Regions from separate parts of the Mus musculus genome. Here region 1 is linked to region 2. Evidence: chromatin contacts called from public HiChIP or PLAC-seq data. All regions are on one chromosome and are shown on one strand. The core of a region is the stretch at or near the end of the contact, and the rest is flanking DNA. Distances in the headings are between cores, read along the strand shown.

Region 1 (5,318 bases), core at 1,685-4,184, 520 kb after region 2:
AACCCCAGGCAGCGCTTTTGACCCCTTCTTAGCTTGACACAAAAACACGTCACTGTTAAACCATAACCTCTCCTTTCTTGTTTATCCCCAAGACCTTGCGCTACCATCACAACATAAAACATGACTTTAAGATCTTTAACAAATTCCAAAGTTAAAAGTCTCTTACCTTTGAGTTCCTGTAGAATCATAAAACAAGTTATTTTCCTGTTCCAAGAAGGAAGAACCAGGGCAGTTACAATCACATCAAAGTAAAACCAAATCTAATAGTGATGTAGTAGTGTGTAGCATATAGAACTCAGTCACTCACGATCCTTTAGGCTCCACGGGGCTTGGACAATCCCACTTCTCTGCCACCTCTGCCATACACAGCTTGTATGGTAGGCTCAGACTGGCTTCCCTCTACACCTGCTCATCCCCTCTGGTCCTGGCATCTCCCATATGCTGGGGTCTGTATTGCACCTGAGGCTGCACATTTACTGGTCTCTCTACAGGGACTCCAGCCACGCCACCTGAGGTCAAGTCTTGGCTTCCTTCCATGGCCCTTTCAGTCCCTGGGGATTCCATTACTCCCAAGGCTATGCCTTCACCAATGGCTGCTTGCTCCTAGCTTCTCACAGCTGTTCTTTATAACCCTTTATTCTGTAGCTTTCATGCAGCCAAAACCAGTTAACATTCGGGGGATTCTTACACACTACCAAGTGTGGCCGGCAGGTTGAGCCTCAGCCCTGGCGTCTTCTGCAGCTCGGCCTCTGTGCGCTGCTGACTCTGAGGAAATCCTCCCAGATTGTTACATCTCAAACCATGCTGGTTTCTTCTTAGTCGAAACTGATTCTTCCATCCCAGCTTACCAGAAACCATAGATCCTGAATTCAAATAGATCATATTCTACTGAGAGCCTTTAAGTGACTCTCAGATTTCCCTCAGAAACGTCCCAAGCCAGATCCCCACCGGTTTGCTCAAAGCATTCTTCTTTTCAAAAAATTTTAAAAAGATTTTTATTTATTCTATGTAAGTACACTGTAGCTGTCTTCAGACACTCAAGAGAGGGCGTCAGATCTCATTACGGATGGTTGTGAGCCATCATGTGGTTGCTGGGATTTGAACTCAGGACCCACAGAAGAGCAGCCGGTGCTCCTAACCGCTGAGCCATCTCTCTAGCCCTTGCTCAGCATTCTTATCTTCCAAGCTCCTACAAAACATCTCATTAAATTCTGAGCACTCACTCGATGGCTTTTCCTGCCCAAAGTTCCAAATGCCACCATAATCTCCTCAAAACGGCAGAAAAAAAAAATGTCAATACAACATCCCTCACCTGGTACCCATTTCTGTCCTACTTTGCTTTGCTGTTGTGATAAAATACAAACCAAAGCAACCAGGGGAAGAAAAGGCTAATTTGACTCCCAGATCATGTTCCATGGTCCAGGGAAGCCGGAGCAAGAACTCAAGGCAGGAACTGAAGCAGCAGCCACTGGGAAACCGGAAGGCCACTTACTGGCTTGCTTCCCCTGGTTTGCCCACAGTGGGTGGGCTCTCCCACATCGATCAAGCACTCAAGGAAATGTTCCACAGACATGGCCACAGGTCAATTTGATGGAAACAATTCAAGTCATCTAGGTTTGTGTCAAGTTGACAAAAACTAACCAGCTCAGAGACTATTCCCTCCGTCTCTTCTGAGCCAGGCTGAAGCCAGCCAGGGATTTCTGCTTGGTGACAAGTCCACAATATTGCCTTACGTGACCTGTGGCCCCTGGAAGGCAAAGCAGTGTGTTCCCAAATGTGCAGAAAGGGCCTTGCAGCACACTCAGATGTCTTCTTGAGCCAGCTGTGCTGCCTTACCTAAACCTTTCTGGACCCGGGGTTTTCCTTTTTAAAAAACCTCAGTAAGACGGTGATCTGAGACAGAAATGCTTTCCAGACATAGCTTTGCCCACCCTCGTGGTTCTGCGTTTCCGGCTGGCCGCTGGGGTATCGCAGAGATGACTCTTGGGGAGGCGGTACTCAGAGGAGCTGGTCTGCATTTCTTCCTCGCCACTGGGGTGCCCGCTGGGGTGCCGGGCTGCTCAGAGCAGGCACACACCCTGCCTCCAAAGGAACCCTAGTCCCAGCTGCTGACTGATCAGAATCCCTCCCCCATCCTGGGCCTGACCCTCTACAGAATGCAGCACCAGTGTCTCCGAGCCCAGAGCGGACGCCCAGCCGACCAGCCCCCAGACAAAGGCCCCATGATGCAGAGGACAAGCCAGAGTCTGTGTGCCAACCAAATTCAACTTCAAGTAGGCATGCAGGATGAAGGGGGGCTGACGAAGAGGAAAGAGGTGAGAGAGAGAAAGATGGGAGGACGAGGTTTCCCCTTTATCAGGACTGGTCTGGCAAGACCAAGGGTTTGGCTCCCAGTGGGCGCTGGCTCTGTGACTACATCAGTCATCCCCTCCACGGTGGGTCGGCATATGTCTGGGGCTATGGGAGGGAGATTCTCCTCGGTAGGTAGAGACGCTAGATTCGCCTCTCCCAGTGGCTTTGGTCCCTGGTGATTTCGGTTGCAGAGACTTCCTCCTATGGCCGGCTGCTGATCCCAAGGTTTTCATGGCTCAACCTCTCCAAGTCTCCCCAAGCCTTCAGCAGGGATGGGCATGACTGAAGCACCCGCTAGTGCTGCAGGCCACACACCCCCCAAATCGGCACACTCACAGCTGTCTGGAAAACACTTGGTAGCTGTGCACACATCAGAAACTGTTCTCATCTCTGGACCCTCTCCAGACCCAACTGCAAGGGGAGCATGGATCGGGCTGACTTGCCTCAGCCTGCCAAAGTGCAGGCCACATGGCTCTGTCTTCAGCCACTCAGCTGAATCCCGAGGCAGCCTTCTCCTCTGCTTGGGTGCAGAAACGGGGCGACACACTTCCCACATCTGAAAGACAAGCCTGTCGGGCCGAGGAGGGAGGGGCCTGACTCCCTAAGGTTGGGTTCCTCTCAGACTTCTCCCAGGAACACAGGCTTGTGCTAGGGGCATTGAGAGCTTCCTCAGCCTACCACCCCTCCCCCACTTTGCCTCCAGCCTTTCTCCAGCTTGTGCTCTGCAGCCATTTCTTGTCACTGCTGAACAATAAGCCTTGCAGGCAGCTGGCAGCTTGGCCCTGCCTGGGAGGCGGGGGAAGTCTGTAGCACTATGGGGCTGAGACAGCCAGACTGCTGCAGAGAGGGTTCCCAGCTCCAGGGACAATGTCACCATGTGCTGTCTGATCCTGTCGTGCACAGGACAAGCCATCCCAGATGCCTCCAAGGGTGGCACCTTAGGGCCTTCAAGAGTTTTTTTCAAATCCTTTTGGTCTGCAGTCCAAGACCAGCCCTCCCACTGTGATAACAAACAAGGAGAGGCCAGATAGCCAGCCTCATCTTGCTCCCAATAAGTTACTAACCTCAAGTCACATTGCCAAAGTAAGGGAGTCTGAGAACACCCAGAGTGCTCAGTCACAGAAAGTTCTCCCTACTGGCTAACTGCTGGTCCTACTGGCTGCTCCTCTCCATACCTTAAGGTAGTGATGTAGGTATGTCAGGAGGGGCACACCTCCCCCCAACCCATCCCAGACCCGGGGAAGAGTTTTCAGGTCTCCAAACTATAGGCAAGATATGCTGTGCTAAAAAGACTGGAGAGAAACTATAGCCTCAGCAACTCAGGTGGCCAAGACAGAAGCACTTACATGCAGGTGTTTGAGACCAGCTGGGATAACAACCGGTTTCCATACACACAAAACCAAACTTATTTAGGGCTGGAGAGAAAGAGAGGAGCAGGCTTGGGGTTGGTGACAAAGGGTCTTCTAATGAGCCAAGCTGAATGCTACTCCTCTGAAGCCATAATCAGGCTCCTTAGAGCAGAAGACCAGACCCCTCATAGGCCTAGAGCTTTCTGAAGATATCCCCCTCCTATGTGGCTTGGCTGTTAACCCTGTTCCCTCCTCTCCAGCACTCTGGTACACTGGGGCTCCCTGGACACCCAAGCCAATTAATCTCTTTAGGGGTAAACGTCCACCTTACTGAAAGCCTGTCTGCCTTGTTTGCGCCAACACTATCTTAAGGATTGTGTGGGTTGCAGTATCACTTTGGCAATGTGTCTCTGTAAAGGGCCAAATGGCAACTCCTTTGAACTAAGAGTCAGTACAACTGTACCTGCTCAGCTGTACTATGGAGTCAGACATCAGCCCTAGGGACGCATACCTAAGTAAGCACGGCCATTGTCTGGGGCCACTCTACTGCTTATTAACACTGGCAGTGTATAGTTTGTGGGGGTGTGACGTGACGACGTCTGGAGAAGACGAAATCCCAGGGTTCCTGTTCTTCAGAACTGTAGTGTTGCAAAGAAAACCTGTGTGCAGCTCAGGTGAAGCCAGGACAGAATTTGTTCTTGCAAAGTCTGGAGCCCTGAAAGAGTTGAGGACAGGATGGGCTCTTATGAGGAGGATGCGGAGACGGATTCATGGACAGGCATTTGAGGTTGGCCTTGAAATGAGGCTGTTCTGCACCAGAGTGTGGGAGCAAGGGCAGAGGCAGGGTGCTGGTGTGTCCCCGAGAGGGAGCTGTGCAGATGAGGAGCAGGAACCCCGGAGCAAGCCTTCTTTCTCATTCTGTAGTGTGAACTGCCGACCCTGCCTCTGTTTTTCTGTTTTTAAAGATAGGGGCCCTCATGTGTCCAGGGTAGAGCTCAAACCTCTCAACCTTCCCACCATTCCCCGATGCCTGCCCCTTCTCAGTGTAGACATAGTTGTGGTCCTGCCAATGGCTTCAAGGGGTTTTAGGGGCTAAGGCTGATCTTGTCCTTGTAAATCTGGAGGCTTAAATGCTTATCAAAGTTACAACACTAATCAATAGCAAATGCTCATTATGTTCGATATGAATGGGAGACCCTGGTTCCCAGCTGCCTTGAGAGGTACCCACTGAACCTCCTGATATCTGCCCTGTGGAACTTGGCCAGGCCTTCCATGGCAAAGGAACCAACCCAGGAAGCCTCAACAAGAGAAGCTAGAAATTCAAGATCAGCACAGTAGCAGGTTGTTCCACTGAAGGCTTTAAGGCAGGCTTCCTTGCTTGTGTCACAGGTAGTGGCTTGCTGGCCATCTCCGTTGTACCTTGACCTGTAGAAATGCTGTCCTCACCTCTGCACTTGTTTGTTTCCATATGGCGTCTCCATGCCTGCATGGCTCATCTCGCTTAGCTAAAGACTGTTACTTAAGGAGTCACATTCTGGGGTACTGGAATCCTCCACGTTCCAAAGCAGATTTAACAGAGGACTTATTTTCCATTCTCTCATATCCACCTCTATAGCT
Region 2 (5,626 bases), core at 733-3,232:
CTTTCTCTCTCTCCTTCTTTCTCTCTCTCTTTCTTTCTTTTTTCTTCCTTCCTTCCTTTCTTCCTCCCTCCCTCCCTCCCTTCCTTTCTCTCTTTCTTCCTTTCTTTCTGCCTTTCTTCCTCCCTTCCTTCCTCCCTCCTTTCCTTCCTCCCTCCCTTCCTTCCTTTCTTCCTCCCTTTCTTCCTTCTTTCCTTTCTTCCTCCCTCCCTTTCTTCCTTTCTCCCTTCCTCCCTTTCTTTCTCCCTTCCTTCCTTCCTTTATTTAGATTTATTAGTACATTGTAACTGTCTTCAGATAGCCCAGAAGAGGGAATCAGATCTCATTACAGATGGTTGTGAGCCACCATGTGGTTGTTGGGATTTGAACTCAGAACCTTCAGAAGAGCAGTCAGTGCTCTTAACCACTGAGCCATCTATCCAGCCCTGGGAAGCTGATTTCTCAGAAGCTCACCTTTGGAGAAACAAGTCTATTGGGGTGAAAATTCAAAAGTAAAATATTCTTAAGAAAATGAAGCAAAGTGTATGTGACAAATGCTTTTTCTCTAGGAAGTAAATTTATGAGAAATTGTCTTTCTATGATTTGCAATTTTTATAAAAATTTAAAACTTTCAAAACCAGATATTATATCACCATACAAATTGTGAACTGGTGTTTACCATTGGATTTTTGACATTAGAATAAATGCTTTAACACTAATCTCAAAAATTGCTTTGAGTGCTAAATACTTTAGTCAACTTCAAGAACTTATAGAACTTAATTTTAAGGCTTAAAAGGGACATTAACCAGGGATGGGTAGATGGTGGCTAATGTGCACACTACACAAGTGTGAGGACCTTAGTTCTGATCCCCAGACATCTCCTACAAAAAAATCCCAGCATGGCAGTGCATACCCTTTACTCTGTGACTAGTCACTATAGCCCAAGTGATGATCTCCTGGTCCAGTGAGCTCCCAGCTCAAACATGAAAGTGGAAAAGCAGTTGAGGAAGATATCCTGACATGAGTCTACACACACACACACACACACACACACACACACACACACACACACCACAGAGAGAGACAGAAACAGACATAGAGAGAGACAGAGAAAGAGACAGAAACACAGAGACACAGAGACAAAGACAGAGAGCCCAGTGTCTAGGAACTTTGGGTTTACCTATAAATGAAACTCTTCTGTTTTGGGTCCATGGCTCTTATGTCCTACACTTCAGAGACAAAAGACAAGAAAGTCCGTAAATCACAGTGTCACTTTTATCATCAATTAACATGATGCAGTCTCGAAACACAAATAAACGTGGCATGAAGATAACGAGCGGAGTGTTTTTGGAGCTATGACACATGCCTATTCTTCTAAGACAAGACTCTGTAAGCAGGCATGCTGTGTCTGAGGATGCTACGCATGTGCACAACATGGAGACTGTTCAGGAATTGCCTGTCTTGATTCTGTGGTAATTTTTGATTAGTACTGTGTCTTCATATGCTTTAAGGAAGTTATGCATTTCAAAGTTTATATGTTTTTATTTAAATTTGAGACAAACTCTCACAATATAGCTCGTTCTGGTTTTCAACTCTATCGTCCTGAGTCAACCCTAGAGTTCTGGGATTACAGGTATGCACTGCTACTCCTAGGCTGTTTATTAAAGTTTATATACATTTAAAGTTAGTTTTTCATAATTAAATTTGGTGTACTTCTAAAGAATTTCTTGATGTTTCAGTTGAATCCTTCTGTGAGTTCAACATAGTCAAACACATTCTCCAATATCTAAGTACCCTGAGTTTATAGGACCATTTACTTTAATGAAAGTGATTTGAAAAGACAGGAATTTTAAGTACAAAAGCTCAGAAGCACCAGAGACAGTAGAACTTCAAAGCATCAAGGCTCTGGCCCCTCCCCACCAAGCCCACCTCTTAGACTTCTGTTTAAAACCACCATTTCCTGTTTGGAGTTCTTGTCTCACAGCTGAGAAAAAACAAAGGTCACGTGACTTCCGTTCAGCATCTGCCCAGCAGACAGGCCAAGGTGAGAAGACTAAGCAACAACAGGGGAGGCCGTGGGAGGATTGCGGCCAAGCCGGCCTTCTGAGAAACAAGACAGGCAGCTTTGCTCACACCCTCCTTTGCTGCAAGAGTCCTGGCAGCCTCAAAAAGAAAGTTCTGGAATCAAACCAGACCCTTGTGCTTGTTTGGCTGAGAACTTGAAACAAATCCTAGATCAGTCCACTTAAGAAAACAAGCCGATCTGGAGACCATATATACCGGCAGGCATTCTCTGTTGCCTGACAATAGCAGGTAGCGTACCACTACCAACTAATGACCTCCGCAGAATCCTTGGACCTATCTGCGGGTCTTCTGTAGCCCTTTTTTCATAATTAATATTATTTTAAATAACTTGACTCTTTGCTTGATATAAATAACCAAGCTTGTCTTGCTGGTGTGAAACAGCACAGCGCCCCCACCCAGTCCGTCAGTCCCCGAGTCACCCCTACCCTGCATTTCTAGTTCCCACTGCATTTCTAGTTCTTTACATGTGAGCTTTGGTTTACAGGAGTTGTCCAACAGTTCTTGTATTTCCACTCTCAGCATCCTGTGGATGTGTGCTTTGTTCAAGCATCTCTGAAACATAGAAGGACTAGGCTTGGATGAGGCTTAGATCCCACTCTTAAAGCTTTTACATTGATTGCCTCAAAGCATAGCCCACACATCCCATCCATGTGGATAAATGTCAAGAGAGATAGATGGGGCTAGATAGATAGATCGATCGATCTATTTCTCCAGTTCTTTTGGACTGAGTACTAGACTTGACTTACCCCTCCTCACTTCTTGAGGATCATGTCACATGACCTCCCTGACCCAGGGTTTGGTTTTTTTTTTTCTCTATCTTATTTTGCTTTATCTTTTATCTTCAGCAGAAGCAGCATTTCAAAACATCAAGGCTGACTCCATAGTCAGCATTTGAATGTACTTATGTACACTTAAATATGCTTAAGTGCAGATGTTCCCCTGAATCTATGTGTATTTATGTCTATGTGTGCACATACATACATATGTATATGCATGTGAAGGTCAGAGTACAACTTGAGGAGCCCTTCCTTGTTTTGGAAATAGGGTCTCTCACCTGTGACTTGGCGCTCACCTGTTAGGTTAAGCTCACTGTAGCTGAGTCCCAGAGATCTGTTGCTATCTCACCAGTACTGGAATTTTAAGTGTGTGCCACCTTGCCCAGCTTTTAACTGTGGAGAGCTTTGGGGGCTAGAAACTTGGCAGGAATGTGACTTTGGGCCAGGACAGGGAAGTGGGCTCAGATATCTTGGTCATCCTGATAAGCTCCTAGAAACAGTGATCAAGGGACCTTGTTTATTGCCTTGCTTGTTCCTTGACTATTTGTGTTTATTGTCTTCCTTGTTCCCTTGACCTACCACTGACCTTATCACTTGCATGAAATTAAAATGGTATAAAAGCAGACTGGGAAAAAATAAACCCGCTTCAGCCTCAGCACTGGCTGGGGTCAGGCAACAGTGTTGTCTAATTGTCTTTTTTTTTTTCTTTTTAATCCTTGCTCCTGCCCTGGAGAACCTGTTGACTGACTGAGCTGGCTTAGTCATTTAACATAAGTTTTGGGAATGTCCTCAGGCTTGTGTAACAATAGCCCAAGTACCGTCCCTGAGTTTGTGTTTTTAACAAAATATAAAATGTTTTTTATAAGTATAGATATTAAAATTCTATACTGTTCAATAGCTCCCATTCTATTTCTTATTTATTTATGTATTGATTGTTTATTTGAGATAATGTCTTACTCAGAGGCCAGGCTGACTTGTTACTAAGTAGTCCATGCTGTCTTCAAACTTAGAGTCCTCAGACTCCTGAGTGCTAAGATTCTAAATGTAAGCTACCACTCTTGGCCCTGTTTCTTTGTGTGTATGCTCAGGCGCGCGCACGTGTGTGTGTGTGTGTGTGTGTGTGTGTGTGTGTGTGTGTGTGTGTGTACAGCCCTTTCTATGTTCACTTATGCTTGTCTACCTCTTGTCCTCTAACTGCTGTAGAAGTTTACCATGACATCTATGTACAATTACCTTATCTCCAACTGACACAGACTGCCTCTAACCACCCTGTACCACAGACAGCAGCCCTGTGATACTCATACTCCTGCCCACCTCCTCATGGCCCTGTGCAGAGGGGATTTCTGAGTCACAGGTACACCCACACACACATGCAGCCAGAAAACTCTTTAGAATAGGTGCGCGTGTACACTCCTAACAGCAGTGAGCATGGGCTCTTGGTTTTTACATGTTTTCTAAGACTATCATGCTTTTCCAGCTTCCCCGTTTTTACAAATCAAAGGGCATTAAGTAGTATCTAGGATTCTTTAACTGCTTTTCTTGATTACGGTGACTCTGAACTTCTCTTGACTCTTAAGCATTTAGGTTAATGCTTCTGAGAACTAGCCACTTAGACCTTCGACAGCATTTCTGTCGTGTGCCTTGTCTGACTTACCAGAGCTCCTTTGCAAGCTGGGTTTTAGCTCCTTGTTGGGTTGAGGCATTACAAGTATCCCTTCCCAGCTGTCCTCTGCCCAAGTTTGTGACAGTATTCATACACCGGCAATCTTATTATTGCTGCAGCCAAACCTGTCAAGCTATTAATCTGTAGCTTGTACTTTTTGAATACTGTTAACAAAGTTCCCACCTCAAAGTCCCATATACACGCACATGTTTCTCTACTAGCTGTTTGGTTTCAGACCTCAGGATAGGCATAGTTTACACATCAAAGCAGACCTGGTCTCCAGGTTCTCCCAGCATCCCTCAGTCCCTACCTGGCATACCCTGCCCCCAGCCCTGAACTTCTAGCCCAGTGCCTGGGCTGCTCTTCCACCAGACAGAGTCTCTTCCCTATATATAATCCAGACATTTTGGTCTCCCTGCTCTCTCCTTCTTTCTCCCCATGGTGACTTCCCTGGCTTTGGTCCTTGGGGCAGTGAATTCACCCAAGATCAGCTTCCCAATAAACCTGCATTTAATATCTAATCTGTCTTGAATTGGCTCACTTTGCTGGCAGAAAAGTAACTTATCACTAGCTTTATCATCTTTCTTATTTTTTTATAATAAATAAAATAAAACATGAGATTGTTATTGCTCTATGCTTTTAACGCTAATGCAGTGCTGGCCATATTCTAGGAACTTAGAAAGTCATAAAGTCTCCTTCCATCTCTAGTCCTGCTTCTTTGGAAGCCAAGTGAAGGGAGGTGGAGGAGGCTCAGAAGGCTCCCTGGTCAAGGGCATCAGAAAGAGCACAGCTTCTCTCTCTGCCCTGTTGAGAGACCAGGCAGTTTCCTCAGGCAGACTGATAGGACATGGCTATGAATGGACAATAAAGATCATTAACCTCCAAGATGGCTGCCTTCTTCACCCTATTGACCTGGGACAAAGGTCTTGTTGGCTTAAAACAGAAGCCTGGTGGGCTTGTTTTTTCTTAGAAGTATGACTCCCCAATGGTGGATTGGTTTGGTCAGTTCAAAGTCAGACCAGGATGTGTTTAGGCCCAACCTATGGACCTATCAACCTCCCTGTCATTGTTCAAACTGGCCAACTCTAAACTGGAGGAAGACCCCCTCACAGACCCCCTCACAGAC

The links. HiChIP or PLAC-seq counts read pairs in DNA pulled down with a chosen protein or histone mark.
Region 1: an H3K27ac HiChIP or PLAC-seq map of embryonic stem cells shows a contact between it and region 2, with 3 times the contacts expected there. The contact joins two enhancer-like sites. A contact is called at or near these places in 2 of 484 Hi-C or Micro-C datasets (the Ba/F3 cell line and the HPC-7 cell line), 4 of 115 datasets of contacts at active chromatin or transcription factors (astrocytes, embryonic stem cells and large pre-B cells) and 1 of 9 other capture datasets (embryonic stem cells).

What each region holds. Positions count from the first base shown.
Region 1 is chr11:20,653,702-20,659,019 of GRCm38.p6, reverse strand. No RefSeq gene overlaps it. Among named protein-coding and RNA genes, the nearest start is that of Sertad2, 24 kb to the right of the region's middle. Within about 2 kb of position 2,934, at least 174 of the 459 cell types and tissues checked have an H3K27ac peak or open chromatin away from gene starts, as enhancers often do. A contact at or near this core is called in embryonic stem cells, where this site is marked.
Region 2 is chr11:21,170,992-21,176,617 of GRCm38.p6, reverse strand. No RefSeq gene overlaps it. Among named protein-coding and RNA genes, the nearest start is that of Vps54, 65 kb to the left of the region's middle. Within about 2 kb of position 1,982, at least 121 of the 459 cell types and tissues checked have an H3K27ac peak or open chromatin away from gene starts, as enhancers often do. A contact at or near this core is called in embryonic stem cells, where this site is marked.